2 separate regions of the Ovis aries genome follow, and region 2 is linked to region 1. A link is a contact called in public Hi-C data. All regions are on one chromosome and are shown on one strand. Each heading gives the region's core, a stretch centred on a gene start, on an enhancer-like site or on the middle of the called end of the contact. The rest is flanking DNA. Distances are from core to core; before and after follow the strand shown.

Region 1 (4,284 bases), core at 1,542-4,041:
AGAATAAGAGAATAAGGGGACTGGGGGGGTGGGGGGCGGCACAGATCTGAAAGAACACAGCTGTGATGGGGTCAGGCCTCCCTCCCCCACCCCCTGCTGCATCTCAGAGGCTGCCCAGCAGCTAGCGTGTTCAGTCCCGCTCCCTGGGAGCAGGCAAGAATGTACCTGCGCGGCGCGGCAAGTCTGCAGGCAGTGGCGGCTGAGGCTACCATAAAAGGAAACATTCCCATCCCTTCCAGAGGAACCGTTTTCCCAGGGCTGTCCGGGCCTGGTCCCTGGGACGGCTGGAATTCCTCTGATTGTGTGAGGGGGAGTCAGATGCTGAACGGCTGAACAACAGGAAGCAGAGGCCCCAAACATATACGTGTGGGCACGCACACACAGTCGCACTGTGCACACAGACCCACACGCACACACACAGGGTTGTGGACAAGTTGCATGTGGACACGCATACACATGAATGCAAAGACCAGACGTGCCTGGGCACATGTGCAGAGCCATGAGCGCGCACACAGGCACATGTACACATAGACACGCACACCTGTGGGTGCACACACACAGATACACTTACACAGAGGCCTGCACACACTTCACATCCCACTTCCAGAACCAAACGCTTCATGTAAGCTTCACCCACTCCATCTCCAGCTCTCCCTGCTCTGACTTTTCACCTCCAGCTCCTGAAGCCAAGGTACCACTGTCAACACAGCCTAAAAGGAAACCCTCTAACCCTTGAATTTTACACTTTAAAGAAACCTTAATTTGCTTCGCCAGAACATTTGCTGAGGCAAATAGTTTTGCAGAGGAAGCCTGACAGGAGGCGTTTCTGATTTCCTCAACTCTTGCCCCAACCACTTTTTTGAAAGTGAAGTCGCTCAGTCGTGTCCGACTCTTTGCGACCCCATGGACTGTAGCCTACCAGGCTCCTCTGTCCATGGGATTTTCCAGGCAATAGTACTGGAGTGGGTTGCCATTTCCTTCTCCAGGGGATCTTCCCGACCCAGGGATCGAACCCCGGTCTCCCTCATTGTAGACAGATGCTTCACCGTCTGAGCCACCAGGGAAGGCCCCAACCACTCGGCATCCCTAAATCCACCTGCCCACATCCCCCAGAACCTGTCAATTTCTCTTTTTATAGAAGGTTGCGTCGGCACCTCTTAGGAGGCTCGTGAGGCAGGCACCGCCCCTGGTCTGCACAAGCCTGTCTCACGGCATTTGGCTCTGTTCCTGCACTCAGAAGCATCTCTTCTGGGTAGGGCTATTGTTTTTGTTTAGTCGCTTAGTCGTGCCCAACTCTTTGCAACTCCATGGACCACAGCCCACCAGGCTCCTCTGTCCGTGGGATTTTCCAGGCAAGAATACTGGAATATGTTGCCATTTCCTTCTCCAGGGGATCTTCCTGAGCCAAGGATCAAACCCAGGTCTCCTGCATTGGCAGACAGATTCTTTACTGCTGAGCCACCAGGGGTCAGGCAGGAGATGGGGGAGGGTGGAGGGAATTCTCAGTGACTCTCCCCCTGGCTTGGTTTACTGTGCTGGGGCCCCAGTGCATTCCGGCCAGAACCCTCCTTAACACACACCCCATAAGCTCTCCCCATACGGTCCTCTCTAGGGACACGGACCCTTGAGAGTCCAGCCCACTCCATTGTTTGCTCAAGTCCTTATTTGAGCCTATGTGGAATGAAGTCTTATTTGAAAACACCCTTCCTTCCTCCACTATAGAGGAGACAGACAGATAGGAATCCAACAGCCCAGAACCAGGGAAGTGCACCCACCAGAGAAAATCCAGTTCTGGGAAACAGGCTCCCACAGGATGAAGACAGTAGTCTGACTTAGGGCCCCTGAACCTCTCCTGCCCTGATCCTTCCTCAGCAGGGACAGGGTAGAGACAGGAACACGAATCTCTGCAGTGATTTTCAACTCTTTTAAAAGCTGCAGCAGGGACTTCCCTGGTGGTCAAGTGGTTGAGACTCTGCCTTCCAATGCCTTCTGGTTCAGTCCCTGGTCAGGGAGTTAGGATCTCACATAGCAAAAAACCAAAATGTTGAAACAATATTGTAACAAATTCAATACAGATTTTAAAAGCAGCAGCAGCCTTTCCTCAGGAAAATCTTCCTGAGTGCCCCATATGAAGAGTAGGAGACAAAAACCAGAGCTGCCTGGGAGGTGGAGACAGGGTTCCTGGGAACACACTTTACAACTACCGGTCCATGTGTCTGGAGCCACGGGGGAGAGAAGAAAGCCGCTGGCTGGGTGCCCTAGAGCCGGGACAGCACCCTCGTCCTGCACGTCCCCACAGGACGCCTAGCCCCTCAGCCTCCAGGCAATGGGAGGGCAGGGTTCCCTGGCAGCGCCGCTCCAAGGATCAAATGAGGCGGATGAATAAAGCCTGAGACACAGGGCAGGGTTTGGAGACTGACCGGAATGACCCCAGCCCTCTGCACCTTCCAGCTCTCCCAAATGCATGGCCTCCTCACAACAGTGAGAAAGGTTTTAAGTTACATATCCAGTGATGAGGCCATTCCCTCCCTGGATTTTATTTTAAACCCCAAATGCCCTGAGGCCTTTTGGAGCTGATTCTGATGTCCACATGGACAGGTGTTTCCAGCCAGCTCAGGAGGCCCCGTCGCAGGTTGTGAAGGGGGGCGGGGGGGAGCGCCAACCACAGGTATTTCAGGCCAGGTACAGGCTTTACAGGCTTTTGTGAGGGGCCTTCTCACTCACTTCCTCTGAGAAAGGAGCTGCCGATTCTTGTCCATAAAAGGCCACGCGGCTCACTCAGCCGTGATGTGACATCAGCCCCGACAGGAAGTATGGGAGGAAGGGAACAGGTCTGGTTCACCCACTGCGGCTGCCCAGGACTGACTCATCGGACGCTCACTCAGATAACGCCTGCTGGCCTTCCGCAGGGCTGCTCTCTGGAGGCACCTGGAACAGGGTTCTGCCTACAGGACCCGTCTTCAGATCAACCGTGTTTTTCTCTAGAACGGACTGAGATGTGGATACAGCCCAAGCAAAAATGAATTCACAGGGCAACTGCAGCTTCGACAGCCCACCTGAATGGGTGAGAGATGGCACAACCAGTGGGCCTGCGACTGTCCACACCAAGGCGGCTGTTTTTTTGCTAAAACTGCACAACAGACCCCCAGGTCGCCCACTGTCAGACCCCTGCTCGGTGTTGCCTGGGACAGAAGCCTCGAGCTGCGGGGACAAATTCCAGAGCTGCAGGTTACTTCTCCTGAGACTTGGTCACAGTGGGCGAAAACACCAGGCACTTTGCCAGGTGTAAAATGTGGAGAGACTTGTGGGTTTAAGCTCACACGTGGGGGCTGGGAAGGTTCTAGACAACAGGTGGTCCCATCAGCTGCATCTAGAAGTCAGGACACTAAGTCCTGAGAAACCCAATGACTTGGTCAAAGCATATAAGCTGGGCCAAGAAGCCAGGCCTCCAGATTCTTCCCCACACTGCTCCCATAGGCCAGGGCCTCAGGGCTGCACGTGACGTGCTATTCCCACTCATGAAGGGTCACGCCAGCCTTGCAAGCTGTCTGCTACTTTTTCCAAAGCCAGCCCAAGTCATGAGCTTGGGTTAAGTGCATAGGAAGCAAACAGAGGTGAGGAAGAGAGGGGGCAAAATAATGCCTCCTGTTAGTGGGTTGCTGCCAAGCCTTGGCGGCCTGTGTCATGGCACCCAAGGGAACCTACCAGCACCGCACTGCAGTCAGTGAGCAGGGAGAAAAACCCACTGATGGCTCCCAAGCACATGGCGGTGTCACCAGCCGTGTTCTCTTCAGGAACAAAGGTGGGCCCAGACCAAGCAGACACTTGAACCAGAAGCCAGGGGACCAACCCCACTCGGTGCCTCTGCCCACGCTCTCCCCCTGTAGGGGCGGGGTGTGGACTCTGCAGAGGCCCCAGTCCCCAGGCACAGGAGGCAGAGGTCTGGAAGGCATCCCCACCAGCACCGCTGACAATTAGGAAGAAACTCAAGGGACTGCTCTTTCATTCTGTTAGGAGGCCCCAGATAAGCCCCCTCTTGGTCAAAATGCATCCGGTGGCTCACACAGGTAAGCTCCTAGTGCACAGGTAAACCTGCCCAAACCACTGCTTCTGGCAGGCAGGGCTGGGAGCAAGAACTTCTCAGAGTGGGCTGCTGCTGAGGCAGCTCTCATGGGTCTGCCAGGATGGAGGGAGACTCAAAAGCCACATGTGGGTATAGACGGCCCACAGCAAAGGTCATGAGGACATCTGGAGAGATCTAACAACCCCTGAGGCCAGTTTCAC
Region 2 (4,282 bases), core at 725-3,224, 110 kb after region 1:
AACAAATTCCTGGAGATGGTAAAAGACAGGGAAGCCTGGTGTGATACAGTTCATGACGGTGCAAAGAGTCAGACATGACCGAGCGACTGAACAACAAACAAATTAGACAGTAAACTCTAGGAGACGGGGCACAGCCGGTGCCTTGCTGTGCTGCTCAGCACTGCCGAGCGCCATTTGTGGCGCTGCATCCTATCAAGTTATATATTTCCTGAATGATCAAATGCTTCAGGCCTGAGAGTCAAGTGTAAAGAGAAAGTGGTAGGAAAAAAGAACTGAGGAAGTCTGTGAACCCCAGACCACTGGCAAGCTGCCTTGATGAGTGAAAGTGAAAGTTGTTCAGTCATGTCTGACTCTTTGCGACACCATGGACTGAAGCCCACTAGGCTCCTCTGTCCGTGGAATTTTCCAGGCAAGAATACTGGAATGGGTTGCCATTCCCTTCTCCAGGGGATCTTCCTGACCTGGGGATTGAACGCTTGTCTCCTACATTGCAGGCAGATTCTTTACCTGAGCCACCATGGAAGCTGGGTCTTTTTTGACAGGCACTAGGGACCCATGGAGGGGTTTATAAGGAAGACAGGTAGTAACATTCATGGTTTAGAAAATTCCTCTGGTCCCAGTGTGCAGGATGGGCACCTGGGGCCCAGGTGGCTCCAGCCAACAGGTGGGCAGCCAACAAAGCGATTGGAGAAGTAACCCAGGCAAGAAGACTTGAATCTAGAGGCAGCCGAGTGGGGTGCTCTGGCATGGAGGAATTTACAGGTGTGCTAGGTCAAGGCCAAGGCCAATCTGGGCTCTCAATGGGAGACAGCAGCTCTCATCTCCCCTCCTCTCATGGCAGGTGAGCAGGAGAGGGCCTCCTTCACTGGCCTGGCTCAGTGCACCCCCAGGAGGTCTGTGCCAAGCCTCAGGCAGTTAGCAAGATCAGTTTTGCCTCTGCACTCTATATTTTGTCTTATTTTTCTCTTCTAAAAGTCACCTCTTGTTTTAACACGTGTGTATTTTTAAAGGGAACATTAGATTAATGTATGAAGAATCGTTGTACTATTATTCTCTATACTCTGGTATGTGTGAATGTTTTCAAACTAAAAACATTAAGTGAATATGTCACGACCATGTATATATGGGAAGCCAAGTGCCATAAATAGCAATTTTAAACTGTGGATGGAAACTCATTTTAAATCATTTCTCTATCGTGCCTGCGCAGGCGCGCGTGCAACACACACACACAGAGTCATGTGTTTGAATTTACCTAGCTACTATCTCTTGCGCAAGGGTTCCAGGCTAATAAGAGATTGCTAAGATGTCAGGGAAATCCGGCAAGACATTCTTCCTGTCGTTAACCAGGATTTACTGCAACGTGGAGAAGAAGTACAGTGTTGTTTTAAACAATTGCACCCATGCCCCCTAACACTGGCAAACAAGTCCAAGGGCTAAGGCTGAACTCAGAGTCACAGACACCCGGGGTTCTGCGACCTTTGGGGACGAGAAGCCAGTAAGCTACATTTGTACCCAAGTCTTGTGGTTCTACAGTGCTGGCTCTTACTAAGCCATACCACGCAAGTTGGAAGGGGCAATTGACTCTTTAAAACTCGAGTTTGATGCCAGGCACTTAGCAGGCGCCGAGTGGGCTGGGCCGTCCTTGAAAGGGGGCTGATATTTCTCCCACCAGACTCCAAACTTTCGGAGAGTCCAGCACTACCCCCTTCGCCGGCTCAACCACTCCTGCTCGCTTGCTCCGCGGGTCTAAGGCTCCTATGAGCGGGATGGAGCCGGGGAAAGTGCTGGTACCCGGGACCGGGCCGGGCGTGATCGGGGGGCTCTTGCGCGCCCCAACGGGAGCGGAAGCCCACGGGTCGCCTCCCCGGGAGGCAAGGCGAGGCGCGCGTTTCCCGGCAGGAAGGCATTGGGAGGTGCGGCCTTGGAAGGTTGCCCCCGGCGGGCGGGCTGCATCAGGAGGCCGGCAGACGAACGCAGGTGACGACAGCCGTTCAGATGGGGCGCGCTGGCAGCGCTCACCTTATAAGGGCAGGCTCGGCGCCGGCGGGGCGGGGCCGGCGCGGGCGGGGCCGGCGCGGGCGGGGCCGGCGCGGGCGGGGCCGGCGCGGGCGGGGCCGGCGCGGGCGGGGCCGGCGCGGGCGGGGCCGGCGCGGGCGGGGCGGGCGTCCTACACTGCGGCCCCGCCCCTAAGCCACGCCGAACGTCTGAGGGCAAATTTTCTGCAAGGGCAGGCAGGCCCGTGCAGTGATGCCCCCCCCAGGTGCCCAGAGGCTATTTGGGGACACCCCCCGCGTCCGTCTCCGGGCTGAGACCCGCTTCGGCTACGTCTTACACGGGCTAAACTTGACCGGCTCCCTTTGTGACTGGGCGGGCTTCTTCACACCACCGCGGTGGCAGGCCTTTACCAGGGTACACGGCGGGGGGGCCACGGGGGCACCTTTAGTGACTGCATCTCGGAGCACTCACTCACCTGGCCTTACAGTCAGCTGGTGCACCTTGCTGGCCAGGGCTGTACCAAGTAGTGCCTTTTCTAACTTAGGAAGTCTCTGTAACCTCAGCCCAGGGTCTGGCTAAACAGTAGCCATTGATGCATCAGAAGTGTTTAGTTGACTGGGCACTTCTTGGTGGGAGGAGACTCCAAACCCGAGAGGAAGTGTCTTGCAGGAGTCAGTCCGCTGGTCACCTGGCCTCCTCTTTTCTCCCTCCAGGCTCTCCTCACAGTCCAGATCCTTTTTCTACCCTAATCTGGTGAATTGCGTCTTCTGTGACCTCCATTCTTTACCGCCCTTCACAGCCACCCAGGTGCCCACAGGCTGCCTTGAAGGGCAGCAAAATATACCACCCCAAAATACACCTCTTTGGTCTATTGATTATTTTAAGCTGATTATTTAAAAGAAAAAAAAAAAAAAGCTCTAAAAACAGTATAAGTTACCTTCTGGTGAGAAACAGTTACATTTATAAGGGAAATCTCTTTCTGTAAGGGTGTCTCCCTGTCCGTAACTGTGTCCCACTCTTTGCCACCGCATGTGCTGTAGCCCACCAGGCTCCTCTAACCGTGAAATTTTCTAGGTAGGAATACTGGAGGAGGTTGCCATTTCCTACTCTAGAGGCTCTTCCCGACCCAGGGATCAACCCTGCTTCTCTTGCATCTCCTGCATCGGCAGGCGGATTCTTTACCACTGCACTACCTGGGAAGCCACCAGGGAGAGTAGGATGGCTGGCTCTCAATTTCTAGAAACACTTATCCAGGGAGAAGGTAAGGACTTAAATATGCATAACAGCCTCACCCACTTTTACTGTGCTTTTCCTGGTAAACTTTCAGAAGTGACTCTCCAGTCCCAACATCATTTTTATTTAATGAGTTTACACCAAAGAAATAGGTAGCTATTTTACACATAAGGAATAAAAATCTGAAAAAAAAAAAAAACAAACAATACAAAGGGTGAGAGCATTTTAACCAAGTTTAGATTTCTTTTTGTTATGGTCTGTAACAATTCACCTCATAATACTGCAATATACAATCACAGTTGCAGCACCCATTACCATCACAGAACTAAATTTAAGGAAGTTGTTGTTCAGTCACTCAGTCATGTCTGGCCCTTTGAAATCCCATGAACTGAAGCACACCAGGCTTCCCTGTCCTTCACTGTCTCCCTGAGTTTGCTCAAGTTCTTGTCCTTTGAGTCAGTGATGCTATCTAATCATCTCATCCTTCGCTGCCCGCTTCATCTTTTACCTTTGATCTTTGCCGGCATCAGAGTCTTTCCCAATGAGTCTGAGCTTCCCGTCAGGCGGCCAAAGCACTGGAGCTTCAGCTTAAGCATCTATCCTTCCAATGAGTATCCAGGATTGATTTCCTTTAGGATTGACCGGTTTGATCTCCTTGTAGTCCAAGGAACTCTCGAGAGTCTTCTCTAGCACCACAATTCAAAAGCATCAAGTCTTGGTGCTCAGCTTTCTCTATGGTCCAACTCTCACATCCATACATGATTACTGGAAAAACCATAACTTGACTATAGGCACCTTTGTCAGCAAAGTGATATCTCTGTTTTTTTTTTTTTTTTTTTTTTAATATGCTGTCTAGGTCTTTGTCATAGCTTTCCTTCCAAGGAACAAGGATCCTTTCATTTCATGGTTGCAGTCACTGTCTGCAGTGATTTTGGAGCCCAAGAAAATAAAATCTGTCACTGCTTCCACTTTTTCCTCTTCCATTTGCCATGAAGTGATGGGACCAGACGCCATGATCTTAGTTTTTTGAATGTTGACTTTCAAACCAGCTTTT

What was found. A called contact is a pair of places that touch in the nucleus more often than the background predicts.
Region 2: a Hi-C map of blood shows a contact between it and region 1, with 3 times the contacts expected there. The contact joins two enhancer-like sites. A contact is called at or near these places in 5 of 16 Hi-C or Micro-C datasets (blood and tail adipose tissue).

What each region holds. Positions count from the first base shown.
Region 1 is chr3:180,403,225-180,407,508 of ARS-UI_Ramb_v3.0, forward strand. All of the region lies in intron 3 of MYH9 (myosin heavy chain 9), which reads right to left. Among named protein-coding and RNA genes, the nearest start is that of MYH9, 44 kb to the right of the region's middle. Within about 2 kb of position 2,792, at least 30 of the 54 cell types and tissues checked have an H3K27ac peak or open chromatin away from gene starts, as enhancers often do.
Region 2 is chr3:180,510,992-180,515,273 of ARS-UI_Ramb_v3.0, forward strand. No RefSeq gene overlaps it. Among named protein-coding and RNA genes, the nearest start is that of TXN2, 27 kb to the right of the region's middle. Within about 2 kb of position 1,975, at least 41 of the 54 cell types and tissues checked have an H3K27ac peak or open chromatin away from gene starts, as enhancers often do.